Regions from separate parts of the Danio rerio genome. Here region 1 is linked to region 2. The links are chromatin contacts, called in public HiChIP or PLAC-seq maps. All regions are on one chromosome and are shown on one strand. The core of a region is the stretch at or near the end of the contact, and the rest is flanking DNA. Distances in the headings are between cores, read along the strand shown.

Evidence for each region. HiChIP or PLAC-seq counts read pairs in DNA pulled down with a chosen protein or histone mark.
Region 1: an H3K4me3 HiChIP or PLAC-seq map of gastrula embryo shows a contact between it and region 2, with 2.2 times the contacts expected there. The contact joins the promoter of tmeff2a here to the promoter of nabp1a in region 2. A contact is called at or near these places in 1 of 18 Hi-C or Micro-C datasets (an unstated tissue) and 1 of 4 datasets of contacts at active chromatin or transcription factors (gastrula embryo).

Annotation. Positions count from the first base shown.
Region 1 is chr9:26,033,292-26,039,055 of GRCz12tu, forward strand. It overlaps tmeff2a (transmembrane protein with EGF-like and two follistatin-like domains 2a), which reads right to left and starts at 2,857. Exons shown (of 10, transcript NM_001128365.1): 1 at 2,674-2,857. The coding sequence starts at 2,857.
Region 2 is chr9:25,836,939-25,843,260 of GRCz12tu, forward strand. nabp1a (nucleic acid binding protein 1a) reads right to left here and starts at 3,333. Exons shown (of 6, transcript NM_001008643.1): 1 at 3,026-3,333; 2 at 2,657-2,795; 3 at 2,421-2,492; 4 at 1,603-1,687; 5 at 1,257-1,299; 6 at 52-683. The coding sequence starts at 3,119. The coding sequence ends at 481. trnas-cga (transfer RNA serine (anticodon CGA)) reads right to left here and starts at 5,066; the gene lies at 4,985-5,066. It also overlaps a transcript of ftcdnl1 not described here.

The DNA of each region.
Region 1 (5,764 bases), core at 1,607-4,106, 200 kb after region 2:
CACTAAACCATTCCTTAGAAATGAAGTAACTGAAAACCTGAAGTTTTTGTAACTAATTTACTAAAACTAAAACAATGCTTTAGCCAAGAATTGAAATGAAGTCATCGATCATTTTCTTATTCTCTTGTCTTATAAATCAGCATAAATAATATTATTTTATGGAACACAATATACCATATCTTGAAAATGTACAAACAACATTGGACTTGACTGACTTTATAAATATATATATGATATACGATATATATATATCGTATATGATATATACGATATAATAAAATAAAATTCACGTATGCCAATTTTGCATTCTAAAGTCAGCAATACAGGTTTGGAATGACATTACTGAGTGTAAATGATTACAGGATTTCATGTTTAAATGATCTATTCCTCTAGGAGTTTAACTGAACTATAAAAAGTTGGTTGTTATGTCTCTTTGAATTCATAAAAGTCTGCTGTCTCCTCTTGCATACTTTGCTTGTGTTCGTCTCGCCTCCTTTGCAGCTGATATGCAAAAGCCTTCAAGTGAGCCAGCGCTGCAAAAAAAGTCTCTAAAAGAGAGCTATTGATATCTATGAACAATACAAATAAAAGCTTACTGACAGTGACTTATTTTTGAGGCAGCAGCTGTATAAAATTGATACAAATAGCTTACAGAGCTGACGCTGAACTCAAATCATTGCTTCAGTAATAAGATAGATGCAATGCAAAAGCACTCACAACAGTTGTGTCCACTGCCAATGGCCGCAGGTTAGGATTGTTGACTAAACAGCTGGCTTGCATTTGTTTTGCTGGACATTATTGCTGTGTTCAGCGCATAATGCTGGAGATGTAAACTATATTCAGTCAGTAGGAACCTGCATTTTTTCCCCCTTTTCCATAACGCACCCAGATACCCCTCTTAATGGGTGATGATTTTTGTTTGTGTGTTTGTCTATAAACTTGCATTAATCTTAACACATTATCTAAAGTGATAGCTGACCTAAAATGTCAATCTTACCATTCTTTACTCGCCCTCATCTTATCTTTATTATATCACCCTAAGACTTCCTTTATTTAATACAAAATATTTTTTATATTACTTTAATGTAAAAGAAAGTGCTTGCAGCTGTGACAAAACAGTGGCAGCTTTTTTTATTTCTGTCATTAAAGGTTTTTAAGTGACACCGAGGACAGTCAGATAAGCTATATAAACTCACTTTATAATTAAAAACACTGTCTGTATAGTAATACAATAATAGACCATTATCAGCAAACATGCTTGATTCTGCCAATTAATGTTCTGTTTATTGCTCAGCGATGGCAGTATGACAGTGTTAAGGATTTACAGGGGGAATACATCCTACATTATCAACACTTCTTTTTGTAAATCACGAAGACACTAAAGTGGCCCTCAGACATGCCTGTGGTAGAGCTTCCCACGTCTCCTGCATGCCATTAACATGAGTTGTATACACAAAGTGCAAGCAAGAGGCAAGGATAGACGTTTTGGAACGACACCTAATTGCCCACGGTGACCTGCTGATTGATAGTCAGGCGCCACGGCGGGAAACTGAGAACAAGTATGCAGCGAGTTCCGCGCGTCTCTCCCGCCTCGGGGCGCGCTTGATGATTATTTCACGTGCATCCGCAATCATCTGAACGGCGCTCTGACAGTGAGGGTGAGAGGTCGACCGCAATCCAAATCAAAACCCACTTAATATCCGAGTCTACAGTGGACTGATGCTCGCAGATTATTCTGCCGACTCTATGCAATTGTTGCCAATAATATGATGGAGTATTTCAGAGTGAAACATTTTCAATTTAAATAATACTTGTTCGTTAGCGCAGCATAGTCAGCTTAATGCTAAAACACATCATGTAAAACTATTTTTATAAACAAATTAGGCTATATTGTAAAATTCTGCCAGTGTGAATGACTTTTTTATGTTACATGTACTGATGCAAAACATAGTGGGCACCTGTGGATGTTTGTTGTGTCATTTTCATCTACATAAAAAGTTAAAAACACAACCGTGGTCACGTAAACAAGCGTTGTTTTTTAAACCAGAAAACAACAAGGCTGGTTCAGACTGTCTAAATGAGAATAAACATCTAGATAACGTTACAGATATGAACTAGCCATTTATCATCCTGTGTGTGTGTGTTTTTAGGATCATTAGAAGCTAATGATAAACTATCTGTTTTCTTTTGAACATAATAAACTTGAAAAGCTGATCACTTATGAAATGTTGCATCAGCGACTGTTAGTAAACTGAACATTGTTTCATCCCTGTGAACAAGAACGTGCCATATAGCTCATCCAAAACCATAACAGACAGTTTCGACTTTACTGCAGTGAACAGCGATTACATCGACGGCATGCAACTGTCATTTCAGGTGAATATTAACTTGGGATGTATTATTTACGGCATTGAGACTATCAATAGCGCACGATTTGAAAAGATGTCAAATATGAAAACAAATAACTATTTACACCGTAACGGAAATAGACCCGCAGGAGACTGCCTGAAGCAGCTCTTCAGCATCTTTCTAGCAGCAGTGAACCGCAAAAGCGTGCATCACCACACATTATTTTAGGTCTGTAACTTATGCGACTTGTATGATAAACAGCCGTTTTCCGTAGCCAAGGAAACGTCAAACCGTTTTCCTTTCAGCGCTACTTGAACATCTTACCCGAGCAGTTCCATCCAGTTGGAGTCTGACAGTCGCTGAGAGAGGACGGGAACGCACCAAGTTGTTGCACCGGGAAAGTGGCGAGAAAGGACAAGACTGCAATCCATACCCAGTGTCCCACTATCCGGCTCCACTGGTGCGGACTTCGGGGCTCGTGTAGGGCCGCCGCCACCGAGACACCCATCTCAGTTCCCCCAACACAGCTCACAGACGCGCAACGACTGCCCGTGTCCCAATGTTGTCAACTTTGCGGGTGCGCTTAAATGCCAAGTAAGGGACATTTTCCGACGGTGGGAATGTGCCCCATGAAGCAGTTGTTTCTGGATGACAAGAGCGAGGATCCGCCCGAAGCGAGAGGGTGCAGATGCGGAATGAGAGAGGTCTGGGTGCGATGACAGGGGAGGGGATGGTATCGGGAGGAAAGTGGGTAAGCGAGATGCTCAGAAATCAAGGCAAAAATAAAAATACGCCAAGGGGGGCTTGAGAACCACAAATGGGGCAAAAATCATATATCCCATTCGAGTGACATGCCGAAGTTACAACATCCACCGAAGCGCCGGTTAGAGAGACTGTCCTGCGTCCTCAGTCCGTGCGCTCGCGCAGAGCCGTGAGTTTGTCAGAGTCTCGCGGAGGGCCATTCCTCTGTACCTGTGAACCACAATAACGCACTGAAGGCAAGCGGCAGGTTTCCAGACCGCTTCAGATCACGTGTCCTCGAGGAGTCGGGAGGGGCGGGACGATGCCGCGGCTCTGATTGGTGGACAGGGATGCAGGAGTGTCAGGAGCGAGGCGATGGTCCAGCGCGAGCATATCGACGGCCAGTGTAGAACAGTGTATCCCGTAGTCCACTTTAACAGGGCTTTGCTTTGCAAACGCGTGGGCGAAGGACCATGCCGAGAAAGTCCTCCCAGTAATTGAGCACTGCTGCTCTGAGCACGATGGCAGCAGAAATCGATCGGAAACTTGCTATGTTGTGAAATGATCCCGGTGTCCTAAACAAAAGTCTTAAATCGGAGGATGAAGAGAACAGAGAGACAAGGCGGAGTTCACGACTCGACTGTGTGTGCTTGAAAACGCTCGCGGCGTTGGAAATGAATATGAGTGCGAGCTGAACAGTTCAGATGGCATTTTGACGACATTTAACGACATGACGCTTCCCATAAGAAGCTACTTTCACAAAGCGTTATAGATAACGCACTACCTCTCAACCACCACTTGCATGTCTCGTTTGGATATAGCTGAATGAAGCTCGCTTGCATGCGTTTTATTGCCCTTTTTTCACATTTAAACGCCTTTTTATTTCTAAATCTTTTCTTATTTCTCACTTACAATTTTATCTTAGTGCTGTAATTGTACTTAACACGAAAAAACAGTAGCCAAAGTTTAGTTTAATTGCGCCCAGGCACGCAAAGGCGCACGACCAAAACATCATTCAAACACACAAAAAAACGGTTTAGGCTATATAACAAAATATAATGCGTACAAGTACATTATAAAAATATCCCGTTTGCCTTAAATTTTTAAGCTGAATAAAATTAACCTTATTAGTCTTTTGAACTTATATTGTGTTAAATTGACTTAAAACAGCTGGCATAACTTATAAAATTAAGTTAGAACATGATTAACTTAGTTAAATATATTACTATGAACTAAAAACATATGCTGTCTAATTGATCATTTTTTTACAGTGTAGTAGTAGCATTAGTGTGTGTGTGTGTGTGTGTGTGTGTGTGTGTGTGTGTGTGTGTGTGTGTGTGTGTGTGTTTCTCACAAAGTTTTCAATCATGTAAAGTGTGAATAAATGACAGGATCACCAACAATACCTGAACAAAGTGTTGACAGATAGATTTGCTGTATGTAGAAATTAAGTTTAATCCTGATTTAGTTCAATATTAAGTGGAAATTGAGATTTTACAGTACTCAAACAAATTGTTTAATAAACGTTTTGTAATAGTTTGAGTTATGTTGACCAATGTTTTATACCATAGATAGATTAAAAAAATATGTTTGTATTGTATAAACAATATTGCAGTTATAAAGATGGCCTGTGTTTATTTATTATGCAACTGTAGAAGCAATTACAATATTGGGTATCTGCAGAAAGGTCTCTGTCAGCTCATAAAGGACTGCCTTTTTACACCAACCTGTATATCCTCAGTTGAAATCTGCATGGTGCTTAGGGCTCATTAGACTACTGAGCTTTCCATAATTCTCCAAAATGCCTTCTGGCAATCTGTAGCCAAGATGTCAAATAATAGCTGTCAGCAAATCATTGTCATGAAGCACCTGCACAATAGTTGTTAAATGCAGAAAGTTTCTCTCAACTCAGCCTGTAATTCCTTTAGAGCTGTCATCTGTCTCTTGGTGTCCTCCCTCACCACTCTCCTTCTTGGTCACTGCTTTTTTGGGGGGCTGTCATCATTTGTCATTCCAACATATTTATTTTTAGGTGAACTATTTTTTCTTTTTCTTTTCATTTTGAGATTTTCTCTCTGTGATTTGAGAGTCCAGCACTAATAAATGATGATGTGACTATCAGATAAGTAGATAATAAAATGCATGAGCATTATAGTTATGTTTCTAGGAAATATTGTTTACATAAAACATTCCCCCAATAAGATTTTTTTTTTTACAAGTCACTGTTATATCTTCATGTAAAGAGCACATTTGGAATCTTTTGCTTCAGCAGTTTAAATCTGGACTTCTGGGCATGTCCTCAAGAGAAAAATTATGATATGCTCTCCACTGTTCATTTGTCGTCTACCTGATCATTTCCACATTTCTCCCGGAGCCTGGCTCCATACCAGCTCAGTATTATTAGCACACTTGAGAGCTCCTCTGGAGAGCAGCTGGCTCTGGGCTACCACCGTCTCTTGACAGATAAAACAACACACCCTTTCCAGAAGATTTCAGTAGTTTTCTAAATGCGATATCATGTGTCACAATGGATCTGAGCTTGCAATTAAGACTGTGGAACATTAATTAATCATTCAGATTTGCCGGAGACATTGAAAGGTTCATCTCCTCTATATAGGACCTGTTTAGAGAAGTGAGCAGAGAGTTTTATAACTAGACTGCATTTCATCACACA
Region 2 (6,322 bases), core at 2,083-4,582:
TAGTTCGAGCAAACCATCACCTCTCCTTTCACACGGTCACTTCTGGTAATATTTTTTTTTTTGGCCAAGGAGTAAAGGGAAGAACTCATGTAGTCTTCAGTCACTTTGAAGTTCATTCCCCAGTTTCCAACAGCAGTTAATCATTCCTGAATGGCATGGCAATGCATTCATGATAAACAAAAAGAAAGTGCATCGAGTGTTCAAGTATGGTGTATAGTTTAACATTTAGGAAAAGGGAAGCAGCGGTGGGCCACTGAATCGGCACTTAAATGGCAAAAAAGGCCAACCCTTAACTGGGACAAGTTGAACTTTAAACTTGTGTGAAACAAATAATCATACTCTGCAAATAACAAAAAGCACATGTGGCAAAACAGTAGCATTAAACCTCGTATCTTTTGGCAGTATTGTTTTGTGTTCTGTAAGGATGGTTTGTGGATGAATTTTAGAAAGGAGTGGGAACATGGAAATGGTTTTGAAGTCTCATCTCTTTGAAGCCCTTCTTGGGTCCCTGCCATTGCTAATGCTGACTGTGGGTTTGGGTGGAGCAGGGGTTCCCCCTGCAGTTACTGGGGGTGGTCCATTGCCTGGAGCACGCCCATTTGGTCTTCCTGAAGCCCCAAAGTTTGGATCCCGTGGCACAGGTGCAGCATTGTTATTGGAAAACACTGGCACAGTTCCATTACCTGATTGAAACACAATTTAAATATTTTAGTGATAAACAAATTGTACAAAGTGACCAGTAGAGAGAAAATATTTAAGGCCCTGTTATACTTCACCTGAAGAACAAAATGGTAACATTAAAGACATTGCTAAATTAAATTGGAAATTTGACAATTTGGCAAAGTGAACATTACAGAAGACTTACTCCCACAGATAAGCATCTTTGAACTACCATTGGACTGTGGCAATGAAACATTAGAGATGCTTTTTGTTATGGAATGAAAGCATGCTGTCCATTCAAATATTAATCCAATACCACTTTCAGAAGAGTAAACTGAAAAGGGATTTAGGCGAAAAAGAAGTTCTACTCATTTACCCTAAAGCAAAACTTTGTTGTGTCATTTAGTAGACACATCTAATCAGAAACAACTTGCAGTATGCTTACAAAATGGCTTTTTTTTTTTTTTTTTTTGAGATTGAACGACTCCAGACTCAAAACCATTATGCTAGTGCTACAAAATTAGCATCTGTCACCGTAGTTGGACAGACTGTGTGAAGTATTAGCCATATTTACTCACCTGTCTGCACAGGAGTACCTGCATTTTGATTTGGTGGAGAATTTCCACGCTGTTCTTTACTCTGCCAAGAGGATAAAAGATAAATGTCATGGTCTTTTAATAATAAACCAGCAAAGCTCATGCTGTTCACAGCTTAAAATATAACTCTGTATTTGCATGCGCAGCAGAAGTGAAACCAAATTCTTGCTAGTCACATTCAGAATAAATGGTTCTAAACAAGGCTAAAGCTTGTTTTACAGACTCCTTCATTTTTATGTTTTCCACTATAAGTGCAGCAAATTTTAGGCATGCAGATGATTCTGCACGTTGAGGAAATTTTACACATGGAAAAGCAATTTCGTATGATCAGGAACACTGGGCTCACCGTCTTGTTCTGTTGGTTAGCTTGTGCTAGCAGCTCAGGATTAGGCTCACTGAAATTTGGAACCTCAGAATACACCATACAGAATCTGTGAAAGACATTACACTATGAGGGCTCCAACACTGAGGAAACATGCCTCTGAATGTCTCTTTTACTTAAACATGTATTTGGCAGAAGGTGCACATGTTACCAATTCATTTAATCCCTGTAAAATCAAAACCAATGACATTAGTGTTGCTGGCATCATTTTCTCCCGAAACATGCTTTTGCCCAGGTCAGTATGATTATTAATGACAAATCTTTATTAGAAATCCCACCAAGACCAATTTTCAGTCAAAAAAAACAAACAAAAATCTAGGTAATAAAATGGAGACTTATACATTTACTTAAGAAAAGTGTTTATAATACATTTCATAATGACACACACAAACCACCAGTCAGTGCTGCATTATAGCAAAATGTGCCAAAGCAGATATTCAGCAGTCACCTAAAACACTGTATGGAGTATGCCCATGCTCTCAAGTCAAAACTATTATTGTTAACATGCACTGAAATTACAGATTCAGCCAATAATTTATGTTGTCACACTCAATGACATGCAGAACTACAAGTATTAAGATTTTTCATTTATTGCCATGGGCCAGTGCTTGCTGCAAAAGTTGCCAGTCACTAATGCACTCTGTAGATTATATTACTGACAAAAAGGTGAATTTTAATTTGTTCATGTGCCAAGTACACCGTTATTTATTAATGTTGAGAAATAAAAGAATCATGAAAATGTAAAACGAATAAATTCTTAAAGGGATGCATTTAATACTCACTCTCCTATTTTCTGTAGATCTCCTCCTCGTCCAGTATACAGTGTAAGGCACCCTTTCCAGATCGAAGCATACCTAGACACAAATATATGAAGCCAAATCAGAACTATTTTCTTTGCACATGCACATTTGATAGTGGTGACGTCTTACACAAGACCAGTGGAACAAGCACTTGGACAATCTACTGACAGCCCAGTGAGGTCTAAATAAAAGCAAGAGTGTAAAGAGGCGTCTCGTACCCTCTCGTAAGGCGGATGATGTCCCCGGGCTGGATGAGGCTGCCCAGCTCATCCCACACAGAGATGGCGATGCTGCCGCTCTTATCCGCCACTCTACACGAGCGCACCTCGTGCCCGTCCTTTGTCTTCGTCACCCGACCTGCGCGTGCACAACAAAGTTCAGTGTAAATTATCAAGCGTTACAAAACTACTAAAACACACACATAACTGCGTTACTCGACAGCAGAGGTGTGAAAATCAAAGCTACGCGGAGCACAAAGCAACACGGGAGACGAGCGCAATGTTACCCTTAAATGTTAGCTGTTAGGAATTAGCTGAGCTCGTGCTAACTCACGGTCGTGAGGGACACAGCAGCCGATCTCCACTTACCGATCTCCAAAACTATAAAGACGATATTAAGGTTTTTGGATCCGGGTTTAACATCTTTAATCAAGATCACAGCTTCGTTGGAGATATTCGACATTTCTGAGGGCTGAGGCGGATGCTAGCACACCGGCTAGCAATACCACAGCCGTGTGAGAGGATTTCTCGATCTAACTTAGAACGAAATATGTGCTCTGAGTGGGTTGTTTGTTCGCTAAATAAACTTTACTTGGCAAATAAATGTGGGTTGTGAGATCCTTTAAGAAAGGCCGAAGTGTTACTAGCTTAACATCGGCGGCAGTTAGTTTATCTTATTTGACCATCGAGCTAACGTTAAAGGAGTGGACGTAAAAAGGGGAAATATTTCCTCCTCGACGAATAAAACGAACTAGTTATTCGCATAAAAACACTTAGCTCGTTTTGCTGAAGGACATTTTAGAGTTCATCCGCCTCCAAACCTTAAAACTAAAGACTTCGCTTCAAGTCTGTCACTGATTAAAATGGTTAGCATCCAGACACATTTGTAAGATCTTTTGGCTAGCCTAGCGTACACAAATCAATACACGACGTCAAGTTACCAAATATCAGTTGAAATGATCGCTTTACATTAAGATGCCGGTTATTATGCGGGCTGCGTTTAAAACGGTGTCAGTGAATACAGACACAGGCGCACACACTGCTGCTCAAACTACTAAACTCGCATCTCTTCATTTCAGCTTCCTTTCGAAAATCATTCATTACGTGTCTGCTACACATTTAAGGCTAAATCGACGAAACTTGGATCAATTTAAAACGGATGTCAGCCGAAATAACTGTAGCTGCCTAACTTTTTATGCCTTATGAGCAGTTCGAAACTTCCTATTGGCCTTTGAAGTTAATGTAGCATGTATTCTACGTGTGAAGCACAGCCATCCTACGAACAAATAAAATAAAAGAAATGTCGCAAAAGAGGGGAACTCTCTATTTCACAGTGCTAGCCGTCTCTCCCTCACTAACAAAGCGTCTGATCCGTGCCAGTGTGTTCAGTTCTTTAAATTCTCCCGAATGTGCCATCGCACCGTTTCGTGGGGGTGTTCAGAGATGCGCTGTTGCTGTTAAATGCTCACAATCCAGTCCAATAAACGCATGTATGCATAAACAGACTGTGAAAATAATTCACTCTTTGGTATACTGTATCGTCAGTATTACATGGGATCAAACGCTTTATGAACTGAAATATTGGGTTCTACCGTGTTCTTGTTACATTGAGCTCATTCTGATTGGACGAGATGAAGAATGTGTCCACATGGATAGGAAATAACCACACTCCATTTCCTTGTACGATTGTCGACGTTGTGTAATATGATTTGATTACACGTTCACAAATATTTCCAAAGGTATTTGGGTTGCATCATCACCCTTCATAGTAATCCGATAGATGGCTGGCAAATAAACATTTTACTGTATTTCAAAGGCTGTATGAACCCAGCTGTATATCAAAAAAGTTGTTTAAACGCTTTGCCCTCAGATAAATAAACATCTAAAATGTTTTAAAGGATTTATAGACAAGTATCGTTATCAATTCCTCACATCTGCTTTCTGAGTCAATGTGGAAACATGACTGGTACATATAGATAGTAAGGAATTCTCTCAATTTCAGCTTTATATATATATATATATATATATATATATATATATATATATATATATATATATATATATATATATATATATATATATATATATAAATTTCAGCTTTATATATATTATATATATATATATATATATAGATATATATATATATATATATATATATATATATATATATATATATATATATATATATATATATATAAAATTATATATATGTGTATGTGTGTGTGTGTGTATTATATGTGTGTATTATTATATCTTTTCTGCATTTATAGCAGATCAACAACAGTAATTTTATTGAGGTCTTGGGCTCACAAAAGCAAAAAGGAAATTCGTCACGAACAGGATTCGAACCTGTGCGGGGAAACCCCATTGGATTTCGAGTCCAACGCCTTAACCTCTCGGCCACCGTGACGCCATCTTAAACTGCACAAAAACTCAATATAGATATTTCTATCTGCACTTCACACTACAGTGATATTAAACTTGTGTTGATTTTTTAATGTTTCTTATTCTTTGATCACTTAAACACAACAAAATACAATTGTACCTTTGTATCAACTTACGTAAAACCAACACGCATTAGCACGGGTTTCACATGAACTTTATGTGGGTAACGTTATATAATTCATACGCAAATGCAGTTACTACATATAGAAACGAAACGATTTTTTTTCAAAGAATTATAATAATTATAATTTTAAATATCATAAGTAACGTAAGTTAATAAACTGACATATATACGACATTTGGCCACACGGTGGAGACAGCATCCAACAAAATGCTAAAAATGTCAAAACTACCCAAGCTCGCTAGACCCAAAAAGAATAAAACACATTTTGCTTGTGTTTTTCAGCGACTATTTAAAATAATGCCAATGTCCTTTTGAAAAAAAGCATAGTCCTGTAAGTAAACCTAGAATAAAAAGTTTTGGCAATTCAAAATAATTAAAAGTGCATGCAAGTATGACTATTAATTACATTCTGCACTGCATTCGCTTTAAAACCCTTAATTTTTTAGGCAAGGTATACAACAAACTGTGTTGCGTCTTCTCTAATATAACATCCAAGTTCTCTTACAAATGTTTCACACACAGTGTAAATTTTTAACTCCGTACTGCAATAATCCTTTAACAATAGACGTAAACTGACTCAGTCTACCTGAAAGCCAGAGAAATTTCTGACCGCTTACCAAACCCACATGTGGTTGATGTTGAAAAGAAACCGTGAAGTTTTCTGTCAAAAAGAGCAATTCATCTTAACTCGCATATTCCACACAAAAGAAGAACAACAGGGTTTTATAGGCTCACAAAACTCCTTTAATTAGCACATCATCGTTTAGGAATTGCACATGTTTTATGGATAACGCCGTTTATTGTAAACACACTGCGCCACGCTCAGGCTGAGTCCTGAAGTTGTTTTATAATGCTTTACTGGCAAAGTGTGTCGCCCAAGTGTGCCGCAAGCCTACGTTTGAGTGAAGGTTTCGGCCGTTAGATCGCCCCCTGGGGGCTGGCTGCAGTACAAGTCATAAAGCCCGCCTCCTCCGTGTTAATGAAGGAGACTTGAGCCCAAATAAAAAAAAATATTACACTTGCAATAAAATGTCCCGAAAGATAGTTCTGGTCGATTAAGGCACTGGTTATTGTGCTGAAATAGGTGCAGATCTTAA